Regions from separate parts of the Sus scrofa genome. Here region 1 is linked to region 2. A link is a contact called in public Hi-C data. All regions are on one chromosome and are shown on one strand. The core of a region is the stretch at or near the end of the contact, and the rest is flanking DNA. Distances in the headings are between cores, read along the strand shown.

Region 1 (3,238 bases), core at 439-2,938, 270 kb before region 2:
CATAAAATAAATTGTTCCAAGGGAAAATCAGAAGGTGAAAATATGTAGTAGTCATTTATGCTCAAGTAAATTGTACGTATTGCAAATTATTTTTAGTTTTTTCTTACTAATTTACTAATTTACCTGGGGTAAAATGCCAATTCTAGTTTTAGTATGCTTTTTGAGGCCATCTGAAATATAAAGACTTTGACTTTATGGAAGTGGGTTTTTGTTTTTTTTTTTCTTTCTCTTTTTCTTTTCTTTTTAAGCCACATCCACAGCATGCAGAAGTACCCAGGCCAGGGATTGAACCTGTGCCACTATATTGACAATGCTGAATCCTTAACTTTTAGGCCACCAGGGAACTCCAGATGTAATTTTTTTTTTTTAGGCTAAGGCAGATGTTCTTAAGAAACAGGTGTTTTGATTTTTAGTTTTCCTTGATCCTTTGAAATGCTGAGCTAAGTTTTACATGGGTCATGTTATACCATCAGAAAGCATTAGTGAATTATTTTCCCTTAAAAAAGAGTATTAATATACTAGGTGAAATTTTAGTTGCCAGTTACTTAGTACCTTTATTTTGCTAGATGGGCTCAAGTAAATGTGGATATTAGGTGAGACTTTCAACACCTTATAAAATTGGCCAGATCTGAAAGGAAACACTCAGCAGGCAAGTAAAATTTTTAATAGACCAGTGTTATTAGTTGTATGTGCCTTCTTTAGGTTAGCGATAGTAATTCTCCTCAGGTTAGCATTAAGGAAAGATTTGTAGACCATTATGGTGGGGAGTTGATATTATCTATGTACTATTTAAAATTATAGATTTGTTCCCTATGTCAAGTGAGAATTCCTTTCAAAAGGTTTTAACATTTTTGGTATTTGTAGCCTCTTGTTCTTCCAAGTATTGAGGTACTGAATCTCTGTTCATGTATTCTTGGTGTGGATGTATTTCTGAATTCCATTAATTTAAAGTATATGATTCTGTTTTCAGTATAGTTATCCATAATAGGAAAAATACTTTTAGCACTAATACATTTCAGAGGTTAAGACTTAGAGAAATCCATGTATAACGTAAGAAATTTGATATATGTTAGTTGAAAGAGTGTGGAAATATGTTGTTAGCGACAGCTTAAAAGAGAATGAATTTTGTTGGTTTCATTAAAAATAACAACAGGAGTTTCTGGTGTGGCTCAGTGGAAATTAACCTTTGGCTAGTATCCATGATGATGCAGGTTTGATTCCTGGCCCCACTAAGTGGGTTAAGGATCCGGTTTTGCGGTGAGCTGTGGTGTAGGCTGGCAGCTGCAGCTCCAATTTGACCCTTAGCCTGAGAACTTCCATATGCCTCATCTGTGGCCCTAACCCCCCCCCCAAAAAAAAACCCCCAAAACAATAGCAGTAAAAGTCAGTATCAGTATGTGCTGCTACTGATTGTGTTTTAATTGGTGGTTTCAAATCCCTCTGTGTGATCTTACCTATTACTTTGCAGAAGAGACCTAAACGTTAAACAGCTTCCCTTGCTGCAGTAGTTAATGCACCCTCTGATTCCTTTTCATTTTTCTCTATTGCAGGTCAGACGGTGGTGCTCTCTCAGCCTACCATGGTACAACTCCAGGCACCTGGAGTTCTGCCCTCCCCTCAGCCAGTCCTTGCTGTCACTGGGGGCGCCACACAGCTACCTAATCACGTGGTGAATGTGGTCCCAGCCCCTGTGGCAAATAGCCCAGTGAATGGAAAACTTTCTGTGACTAAACCTGTGCTTCAGAGTACCATGAGAAGTGTGGGTTCAGATGTAAGTTTTGAAACTTAGTACTTTTTTAATGCCTGATTTAAAAAATGAAAACAGTACGAAACACTTTTTTGTTGCCTTGTTTTTGTTTTTGTTTTTTAAAGTTTGTCATATTGTGTCAAATGTGCTGAAATTGCCCATCCAATCTTTGGCAGAAAGTTAGGGTAAGGCTTACTATGTTAGAATCTAAATGAAAGGTTTTAAAGAGTCTTAAGTGGTTTGATGAAAAGAGAAGTATGCATATCTTCTTTAAATCCTTCTTTTGAACCTTTTCATCACATTCCTCCTAACCGTAACCCCCAACTCAATCATATACTAGTATTTTACAGGATTCTTTCATGTTTCCTGATTGAAATGTTTTTGGCAACTCCCCAGATAAGAGTCTGCAGACTGCTTTTGAGTCAGGGTTTATATTTAGCTTTTCGCTTGACTTATTGAAGGATTTTCACCACCACATAACGATGACTTGCTGCTCTTAGGAATTCTGTTTCTTAATAATTATTTAGTATTTTCCCATCTTTGCAAACCTTCAGGTCTTCTGTTGCAGGGATTTTTTTTTTTTTTTTTTTTGTAATTTATAAATCACAGAACATTTCCTAAGATCTCTCACAGGCTAAGACCAGTTACAGTACTTGCCTGCTAACTCTTGCTTTCTTTAAAAGTGATGTAAAATACCTCATGTTATGTATTAAACAGTAATTGAACATTATGGGCCTAAAGTTTAATGAATGTTAAAGTCAAATAATTAGTATAAAAGTGGATTCTCTAAAATTGTGATTGGGAAAGCAAATCCTATATGTTTTCTTTAAAATAAAAGTGTTTATTATTGGTGGTTACTATTGCTACTCTACCTTTTCTTTAGGTCTTGCAAAGTACTTTTAAAATCCTGTGAGTTATGTAAGGTTGTTTATCAGACTACTGACTGATCTGTCTACCAGAATTTATTAAGTAGCCCATTTAGTTGTGAAATTACTCTACTGTTGCATAAACACAACCAAGTAATCTCCATCAGCAGTATCGTAAAGCCCCATAATGAAAAAATATTATCTAGTGGAAGTAGAACATTAAAGTTCTACATGAATTCCCCCAGTTTATATAGATATTGAAAACAGTGCATGCCAAGACATGAATGAGGAACATTAGTTTCATATGAGAATAGGCATGGATAATTCAGGATTAATTTTGACTATTATTATGTTTATTTTGAGGACTAGAAAAGGTAAGGACAGTGCTTGTGGTGTAATAGGCACTAGTGCATAGTATGTGTTTCAGTTGATGAAATGATATGATGCTGGAATTTGCTTTAAAAAGCTATGGGGAGGTGACGAGCGCAGGATAGAGGAAACATGTTTGGCAAAATGTTGATAACACTTGAAGTTGGGTATGAAATTTCCTTTTGGGAAATTTTCTATAATAAGTCAATGAACAACAAGAACAAAAGTCTAAAAATCTTTCATATTTTCAATTAAA
Region 2 (3,431 bases), core at 308-2,807:
TACAGTCAACACCTGAAGACAGGTGGGAGAGGAGGGAGGAGCACTGGGGCTGCCCCAGGGCATATGCCAGGGGAATTTGGCTGGTTTAGTCAGAAGTGGTAGGTCACTCCCTGTGGAGAGGAGTTCCAGACTAGCTCAGGCAGTAGGAGAAATGGTCTAGTTCCAGACTGGCTCACTCTGGGGTGGGGACAAGCTAAACCATGATAGTGCCACTGGCAAAACCCACGAACAATTCCTGGAAAATAAAAACAGAATCTGGTAATAAATTAAAGTCTAACCTTTTTTTTTCTTTCCTTTGTGCTTCATGTAGTTTCATTTGCTCATAGGGTACCACGTGCAGAGGCCTTACACCCAGCCCTCCAGACCAGAGTTCCTGGTGTGAAATGGCTACACCCAGCACCTCAGCTCACAGGCTAGTGCAGAAGCACTGCCCACGACCCCACAATTCCAGATGGCGGTAGCAGGATGCAAAGCAGGATGTGTGCAAAGATGCTGCTCCTGGCACTGTGATCTGGAGTCTGAGTAGCACAGCTGCAAGTAACCCAAGAACTCCACCTGTCCCAGCTGATGAGAACCCTCTAAAGCAGCCCCACCAAAGGCTTTCCAGGGAGAGTTTGTATTCTAGAGTGTGAGCTCACCCCTCTCCATTATTTGATCAAAGATTAATGCTTTCCTTTACTCCAGAGCCAAACTTAGTTTCGTTCTACTGGTCCAAATGACACTGGGCAGAAGGACCTTTGTAGGGGGCTGACTCAGAAGGAGAGTCGGTAACAAAATTTTGGTGACCACAAAGGTACAGACCATGGCCTTTTCAATTGTGCCTATGCACTAGGCTCCAAGCTTACCCAGGCTCCAGCTGGAGGATGGCAGAGGCTTTGGGAGGTTTGCCTGAGGATGACTGATCTTCAAGTTCACTTTCACAGGGTAGGATGGCTGCAGCCTTTGGGCAAATTCAGAGCAACTGTCCAGCAACCTGAACCTGGGTGTAGTATGTACACAGTGTAGCCCTGGAATCATCTAGACTGTGCCCCCTTTGAGGGGACTATACTCTGGCATCCTTGGGGACTGAAGCCTGAAACTCATGCTTGTCTGCCTGCTGCCTCTGGCTGGCCTTCCTGTGGTACCAGACCCCCAGGGATGGGGGGACCAGTGAACAAGAGGGGGCATGCAGTCTTGCCCGCTGTCTCACCAGTAGTGCTGTCCTCTTGTCCCTTGTACAAGGCAGTAATGGCTGCACCTGAACTTTCTGCCCTCCTTGCTGACCTCCAGGGTCCACAGTAGCATTCTCCATCGTCGCTTTTGTTTGGTGAAGGGAAGCAGCCAGCCCTGTGAGCCAAGAAGCAAGACCAGGAAAAGGCCCAGGTAATAAAGACTAATTGATGAAACAGAACAAGAAGCTCAATCTGAATTCAGCAAAAGGCACTGGGGATGCCTGAGTAAGAAACTATCCCGAGGCTGAACCATGACTTGACCTTTCTCTGTCAGCATTAGCTTCTCTGACCTGGGCTGGGGAGGCCTGTGAGTGGCTCACAAGACCAGGAAACACCCACTGCCCAACCTCTCACACCTGTCAATTAGGGTAATATAAAGGAAATCGATCAGGAGCCAACAGAAAAAGCTTCTGCATTCCTGGAGTGCCTCAGGGAGTGTCTCAATCTATACTGCCACTGACCCTCAGTCATCAGAAGGGAAATGCATTCCTCAGGTTCTATTTCATTTCTCAAAGTGACCCCAACATCAAGCGTAAACCTCACAAACTGGAAATAGAATCAGATAGTTCTACCTCTTGAACAGTCAAGGTTGCCTCCTGGGTGTTTAATAACCAAGATACACAGGAAGAAAAGTCAGAGGATAAAAAGACCCAGAGACAAGTCCACCTACTGGCTGTTGTCCCCCAATGTTAACTGGTCAGCACATCAATCTAGGCTAACTGCCCATGGAGACTCTAGACTCCAGTGAGTGACCCTCAGCCTCCGCCAAGGGCTAGTAAGCCAAGGAAATTAGGACCCAATCAATGCACCTTATGTAAACAAGAGGGACACTGGAAGAGGGACTGCCTCCTCAGCCCTGAATGGCAGGTCCTAGCCACTATGCTTGAAGGCAGATGGTCCAAATATATGAAGAATGATGAGCCAAAGGGCTCCTAAGCTGGCCCTCCAATTGACCCTGAGGATTCCTGACATTGAACATAGAAGGAAAGCCTGTTAAATCTTAGCAAACATCAGTGCCGTTTACTTCCTTCTGAACACCAGATCAGGCAAATTCAGTCACAAGAGTTGTAAAATTATGGGAGCATCAAGGGAAGGTCCAAGAACAGGCATTCACAGAGCCCAGTGGTTACCATAAAAGCTGTCACACACTAAACCCTGCCACCTTGCTACCTACAAAAACAGGGCCCTTGGAACGAGATTGTACAGCAACAATAGGCACAGTGATTCCAGTTGCCCCAACCTAGAAGCAAGCCTGTCCCAAATGCTAAAGAGGAGTTTGTGGAGAGGAGCTGTTTTATGAGGGGAAAGGGCTGGAGGGATATGCAGTAACCTCCCAGACCCAAGTCATAGAGGCACGAAGCCTATACCCAGGGACTTTTGCCCAAAAGGCCAAGCTGTTCACTCTCACCCGCGCCTTAGAGCTCAGGACAGGGAAAATCTTATATGTTTATCCAGATCCCCGGTGTGCATATGTCACCCTTCATGCACACAGGGCTATCTGTAGGGAAAGAGATATGCTTAGTATGAAGAATAAATAGGTGAAACCTGACCTAAGCATCCCGAGGCTCTTAGAAGCAGTACAGAAAAGGTGGCAGTGATTCATTGTAGGGGTCATCAAAAGAGATGCAGAGTATGGAGTTCCCGTTGTGGCTCAGTGGAAATTAATCTGACTAGCATCCGTGAGGACACAGGTTGGATCACTGGCCTTGCTCAGTGGGTTAAGAATCTGGCATTGCTGTGAGCTGTGGTGTAGGTCGCAGGCGCAGCTTGGATCCCACATTGCTATGGCAGTGATGTAGGCCAGCTGCTATAGCTTCGATGCGACACCTAGCCTGGGAACCTCCATAAGCCACAGTGTGGCCCTAAAAAGACAAAAAGAGAGAGAAGGAGAGATGCAGAGTTTATAAGGGAAACAAGAAAGACAGAATTCCAAAAGGACAGCCCTAGAACCAGTAACTTGGCAACTATCCCTCATACTTCCAAGGCCAGATCCATCCAATTATCCCCCAATCTACACAAGGAAAGAATTGGATAAAGCCTGAAAATGGGTCTTCAGTGGAGATCTAGGTGGCTAGTTCATGATTATGGGCAATACTTCTTTCTCGGAACTGCAGCTTGTCAAGCCACTGGGGAAGCTTATCAAAGAATGCATTCTGGGAAGGAAGCTGTGTATAATTGACTAGTTGAGGTCATGGTAACTCCTGGTATGAAAAGTATAAT

Evidence for each region. Hi-C and Micro-C count contacts between places; a contact is called where the count stands out from the background.
Region 1: a Hi-C map of omental adipose tissue shows a contact between it and region 2, with 2.7 times the contacts expected there. The contact joins two enhancer-like sites. A contact is called at or near these places in 1 of 5 promoter capture datasets (liver), 28 of 47 Hi-C or Micro-C datasets (adipocytes, adipose tissue, alveolar macrophages and 18 more) and 2 of 2 datasets of contacts at active chromatin or transcription factors (alveolar macrophages and skeletal muscle).

Annotation. Positions count from the first base shown.
Region 1 is chr4:88,775,196-88,778,433 of Sscrofa11.1, reverse strand. It overlaps ATF6 (cyclic AMP-dependent transcription factor ATF-6 alpha), which reads left to right. Exons shown (of 17, transcript XM_021089515.1): 7 at 1,551-1,771. Among named protein-coding and RNA genes, the nearest start is that of ATF6, 29 kb to the left of the region's middle. Within about 2 kb of position 1,688, at least 4 of the 83 cell types and tissues checked have an H3K27ac peak or open chromatin away from gene starts, as enhancers often do. A contact at or near this core is called in omental adipose tissue, where this site is marked.
Region 2 is chr4:88,506,392-88,509,822 of Sscrofa11.1, reverse strand. It overlaps LOC110260305 (a long non-coding RNA gene), which reads left to right. Exons shown (of 5, transcript XR_002343374.1): 3 at 327-1,362. Among named protein-coding and RNA genes, the nearest start is that of OLFML2B, 14 kb to the left of the region's middle. Within about 2 kb of position 1,557, at least 1 of the 83 cell types and tissues checked has an H3K27ac peak or open chromatin away from gene starts, as enhancers often do. A contact at or near this core is called in omental adipose tissue, where this site is marked.